Regions from separate parts of the Sus scrofa genome. Here region 2 is linked to region 1. A link is a contact called in public promoter capture Hi-C data. All regions are on one chromosome and are shown on one strand. The core of a region is the stretch at or near the end of the contact, and the rest is flanking DNA. Distances in the headings are between cores, read along the strand shown. Region 1 overlaps NAV2 (neuron navigator 2). Region 2 holds the start of E2F8 (transcription factor E2F8).

Region 1 (2,834 bases), core at 45-2,544:
TCCATATGCCGCGGGAGCGGCCCAAAGAAATAGCAAAAAGACAAAAAGACAAAAAAAAAAAAAAAAAAAAAGGCAAAAAGACAAAATAAATAAATAAATAAATAAATAAATAATATATATTTATATTGTCTTTTTAGGGCTGCACCAGTGGCATATGGAAGTTCCCAGGCTAGGCATCGAATCAGAGCTGCCAGACCACACCACTGCCACAGCAATGCAGGATCCGAGCAGCATCTGCAACCTACACCACAGCTGACAGCAATGCCAAATCCCTGACCCAGTGAGTGAGGCCAGGGATCGAACCCACATCTTCATGGATACTAGTTGGATTTGTTTCTCCTGAGCCATGATGAGAACTCCCTACAACAAATAGCACTGGGAACTATATCTAGTCACTTATTATGGAGCATGATGGAGGATAATGTGAGAAAAATAATGTGTATATATGTGTGTGTATGACTGGGTCACTTTACTGTACAGTAGAAAATTGATAGAACACTGTAAACCAACTATAATGGAAAAAATAAAAATCACTTAAAAATATTAATAGCTCTCATTTAGACATTCCATCTCTGTTTAGGTATTGTTCTAAGCACTTGGCATATATCAGCTATTGAATGCTCAGGATAGTTCTATAGGGTAAATGTTCTAATATACCAATGAGGAAACTAAGACAGAGTGTTTAAATAATTGACCAAGGTCACACAGCAAGTAAAAGTTGGAGCTGGGATCTGAACTAACAACCTGCCTTTGAAATCCACATGCTTATCCACATGCCCTCTGGGCTCACTGCCCTCTGTTTGTCTCTACACTTTCAGCTTGCTATAGAATAATGGAGCTAAAAGCGATTACAGAAAACATAGTCTAATCTCCCCATTTTACAGATGGATAAACTGAGACCCAGAGATGACAAGAGATTTCCCCAATAATACACAGATGGGAGCAACAATGCTCAGAACAGAACCAAGATCTAGGAAGTGAGGAGAAATTCATAACTAAAAGCAAGGTACTCTTCACCTTTAGCCTTTGTTTTCTATTTCAACAGATGGGGGGGGGGTGTTCCTTAGGAAGCTGCCAAGTCTAACTGTGGGGCTGAGTGAAGGCCCCATCACAAGGGGGATCCTAAGGCAGCATCTGTGAGAAGAGGAGCAGAGTGGAGCTGACAGTGACAGAGAAGGCTCTGGTGGCTCTGGAAGCCAGATGGGTGTCTGGGCAGCCCCAGTCTGGCACCGCAGGGGGGTGCAATTCTACCAGATTGATTGGGTTAAGCAGTACGCTCTTCATGCTTACCCTTTACTAGTTGAAAATCAAAAGTGAACACCGAGTGAGTAGTGATGCAATCGCTGCTGAGAAGGAATAGAAGATAGTGGTTGTCATAATAAGAGTCCTGGATTGGCATCATCATTGGCTCTCAGTGTGAGTAAGGACAGCTGCTTAATTTCTCTACCCCTGGGTCCTGATAAAACCATGATGGGGAGAGAGCCCTTGTCTACCAAGGAGAACTAAATCCATAGACAATCCTAAAGTAAATAACAAACACCCGGCACAGAGCAAACACTCAAAAAAACTGTTGTTGTTCTTGCTTCTTAATGGTACCGCTACTTGTTGGGTATTGACCCCGTGCCTTTGGCTCAGGGCATTATAAGCATTTCCTCATCTCATCCACCTGCTGTGGTGGGTATTACTACCTCCAATTTACAATGAGTAAATGGAGACTTGGAAAGAGTAATTTGTACAAGAGAAGTACTGACTTCTTGGTGTGAGTGGTTTCCATGGAGCCCCATCGCTCCCTTGGTGCAGTGTTCAAAATGGTACTGACAATATGGAGATGTAGCCATGGGCACTGGGAAAGTCACCCAGGGAGAGACACAGAAGGCAAACTTCAATGAACATGCAAATGACCTTCATTAAAATAAGAGAGTTTGGAGGAAGCTGATTTTTCTCCTTTGGCCCCACCATTTTCCACACTTCTCTGCCCTGCTCTGGTTTAGGAGGCTGGCTCTATAGACTGCATTTACCCAGACTCTCTTGCCCTCTAGACCAATGAGAGGCTTTGCCCAACAAGAGAAGAGAGACAAGAGAGCTGGGGTGGCAGAGAGGGTGGGGTGTTAATTCCCCAGCTCGCTTCCTGCCAAACTATCTCATTCTCCTCCTTAGGGTGAAAGCTGCTGTGGGGAGCCCCTTGTCCAAGGCTACAGCTTTCTCCCCTCAGCTCCCAAGGCTGGGGCTGAGAACAGGTCCTGCTTTTCCTAGTTCCTACTGGTTCGCTTGACTCTGCCCATGTCTCTGTAACAGTCCCTTGATTAAGCCTCTCCAACCAGTCCTTTCCAGTGTGTGACCTGCTCCCTTTCCAGAACCCTCATCAGGATAAGGGTTCCAGGGAGCTTATGGCACAGGAACATCACTTGAGTCATTGCAGCTCTCCTGGAGGCTGTCGAGAGGACAATCCAGACACCACCAGTGAGTTCTCAGGGAAACCCCGTGACTCAGCCACACTGATTCACCGCTTCTTCTGGATCTTCTGTTCTACCTCAGCCCCAGGGGGACAGAGAGTCTTTGTAGAAACTTACTTCCAGGATCCAATGAAAGGGATGCCTGGCACACTTTGGGTTTACCCTCTGGCCAAGGGCAAGCTCAGTGTCAAGTGATCTCCATGTCATCTGGAAACCCTCCTCTCTTAGTACTAATAAAGAGGCAGAAGTGACAGATGAGGCACGGGGGCTGCCCTATTTTGCATTCTTGCCTCCTTCTAAGAAGACAGAGAATCAAGTGAGAGCATCTCATGGGGCTTTAGTAAAGCTGGCCAGAGTTTCTTAGGTTGAAAATTTCACTAT
Region 2 (2,700 bases), core at 186-2,685, 230 kb after region 1:
ACCAACTGCCCACTTTTCGTTGATGCATTTATAAACACACCTTGCTCCAGAAAAGGTGTGCGGGGGCTCAGTATGAACCAGATGCTCAGTGCTGTCGGGGGTGGGGCCCTGCCCAGTGACCTCACTTTATTTTAAATCTGAGAGCTGTAAGTGGCCGAAGCTCAGCGCTGAAGGTCGGCTTTCAGGTGGAGGCACCTCCCTGGTCCAGAGCCACACTTGCCTGAAGCCCAGTAGGATCCGCGCCCCGGCTAATAGAAAAGGAAGGACCGAGACACCACCACGATAACCTTTCAGGGCAGCCACCTTGAGCACCCTGAGTTCGAGTTTTGCGGGAGGAAGAGCCACAGGGACCCCTGCCTGTACCGCCTGTGCTGCAGCACAGCGACCGTAGTAGCCTCAGTATCACAGTATCCCCGCCCTTATATCCGTCCGGGAATATAAGACTACCCCGCGCTGCAAGTCAGCACTGGGTGATTCACCGACGCATAGAAATACGAGAAGGGACTAGGGGATCCCGGCCCTGGGCTTTGCTGAAGCTTAAGAGACGCAAGATTTCAAAAGAGGAGGAAGAGCTCAAACCAAATAGTCGGTAGATGGGCGCCCAGATCTACGCGCTGTTGGGCAATACATACGGCCGGGCAAGTCCAGCACAGGTCCCCAGAAAGGGGAAACGTTTCAAAGCTGAACAGCAGAGTAAGACAACGCGGGATCAAACAATCCAGGCACAGGCAAAGCAGCGCTGTCGCCCGGGGCCTCGGTTTCTCCATCTGTAAAACAGGGCGTTGGACTATAGCGTCTTCCAAACCTTCAATTAATCTAGAACTCTATATCTAGATATTCTATGCCGAAGCTGCCCAAGGCTCGGAAACCGGAAAAAGAAGGAAAAGCGAGGGAAGACGACAGGGAGGAGAAAGGGAGGGGCCGGTGGGAGACCAGGAGAGAGAAGACAGGGGACGGCAGGAACAGGCTTGGCGGGTTTTCAACCTTTATTCCTCCTCCTCCACACCTGAGTTCCCATGTCTGGGCCAAGACCCCGAGCCCATCGAATTTGGGCACCAGTTAGCCAAGCTTCTTCTCCCTCCACATCCCAATTTCTAGAAGCCATGGGCATTCGGTGGGCAGCACAGTAATGTATGCCATAAATCGAAGGGGGATTGGTCCCGGCTAGGGTGCCCAGGGCAGGTGAGCGGATGTGGGGCTGGGTAGAGACTGGGACAGACCCAAACTGGGGATCACACAGAGTCCGCGTCTCAACCGGCATGCCCCGGGCAGACTAAACTTTATTCCCCAACTTTGAGCAAGGGGAGGGGGTGTTTGCCAAAAAAAAAAAAAAAAAGTTTCTGAACTTTTCCCCCAACTCTGCCTTGGGGGCGGGACCGGAGGGCGGCGCCTGCAAACTGATTCGCCACCGGCTCCTGTCTGGAGGCTCGGATTGGCGCGCGAGGTCCGGGGCCGGGAAGAGCGGGCGTGGGGGAGGGGAGCGGCTCTCCCCGCCCGCGGGATCAGCTCGCGCCGGGAGCGGGTTAATTTCAAATCGGGGGCTTGACTGCTCTTGGACGGTCACGTTCCCTCTGCCCGCCCGCCGGCCCGCCAGTCCTGGTCCCGGCGTTTCCCTCCGGCACCCACCTCGACACGGCATAAGGACAGACTGACTGCCCGACACGCGGGCTCCCGGGCCTGAGCGGGGAAGGGGTGCCGAGGAGCCCCGCTCAGCCCCCGTCGGCTCCAACTGTGAGGTAAACTGACAGGTCAGCGGGGCGCAGAGAGACGCTGCGCCCGGCCAGCCTGGCATCGGGAGAGGGCTTGGGAGGACAGCGGCAGCGGCGGCCGTTTCCCGCCTCTCGCTCCGCCGGGGGCCGTGGAGGGAGGAGCTGAGCTCCCGCGCAGAGGGGAGGGGGCGAGCGAGGGGGAGGGGCGGGGATGCCGTGGTTCCGGGCGCGGGTTTGCCCGCGCTCAAGCCCCGCGCTGCTAAGGGGCGGCGCCGGCCGCAGTCAGGCTTTCCGCGCCAAATTTTTAAATCGAAGGCGGAAGGTCCAGACCCGCCCCTGGGGCCGCCAACCAATCGCAGGCCCGCAGCTGGCACTCTCATTGGCCGAGAATCGTTGCCCTAGAAACCGCGAAGATGCGGTCCGGGAACTGCCCCGCTGGCGGCGCGCGGACTGGGCCCGGCGGGGGAGGGGCAGTTGGCCTGGCGCAAGGGGAAGTGCGCGGGGCGCGGAGCCGGTGGCGGCGGGGAGACTGTACCTGGTTGCCTTACTGAGCAAGTGCAGCCTTCCATGGTGGGCTCCAACACTGTGGCCGGAACTGGCCACCTGAATAGCGAGTATACAGCGCTTTAAGGAAGCCGCATCTTTAAAGTCTTAAAAAAAAAAAAAGTAGTTGATCATAAGGCACTCTTTAAATGTCCAGAGTACGTTTGGAGCTTAAGGACTGAATTTGGAAGTTACCTATCAAGCTATTTCCCAAGACTTTACTGCTGAGCCTATGCACGTGCGTGTCAAGGGAGAAATTCCGGTAGCTAGAAGCAGTCTTTTATCCAGATACTTGGGGTCCTATCTGTTTAGCTGGAACCTGGGCTCGTGCGCAGAGTCCTGAGCTCTGATCTGTGAACAGGTGGGTGCTTGTGCGTGCTACAGTCCACTCAGTGGGGTCTAGAAAATGGTTTGCCTTCTCTAAAGGTGGAAGAGGGCTGTCACTAAA

Evidence for each region. Promoter capture Hi-C pulls out the DNA fragments that hold promoters and counts their contacts.
Region 2: a promoter capture Hi-C map of liver shows a contact between it and region 1, with 4 times the contacts expected there. The contact joins the promoter of E2F8 here to the enhancer-like site in region 1. A contact is called at or near these places in 2 of 5 promoter capture datasets (both in liver) and 5 of 47 Hi-C or Micro-C datasets (alveolar macrophages, embryonic fibroblasts, liver and 2 more).

Annotation. Positions count from the first base shown.
Region 1 is chr2:39,949,282-39,952,115 of Sscrofa11.1, forward strand. All of the region lies in intron 2 of NAV2 (neuron navigator 2), which reads right to left. Among named protein-coding and RNA genes, the nearest start is that of NAV2, 130 kb to the right of the region's middle. Within about 2 kb of position 1,295, at least 2 of the 83 cell types and tissues checked have an H3K27ac peak or open chromatin away from gene starts, as enhancers often do. A contact at or near this core is called in liver, where this site is marked.
Region 2 is chr2:40,176,747-40,179,446 of Sscrofa11.1, forward strand. It overlaps E2F8 (transcription factor E2F8), which reads left to right and starts at 1,436. Exons shown (of 13, transcript XM_003122925.6): 1 at 1,436-1,736.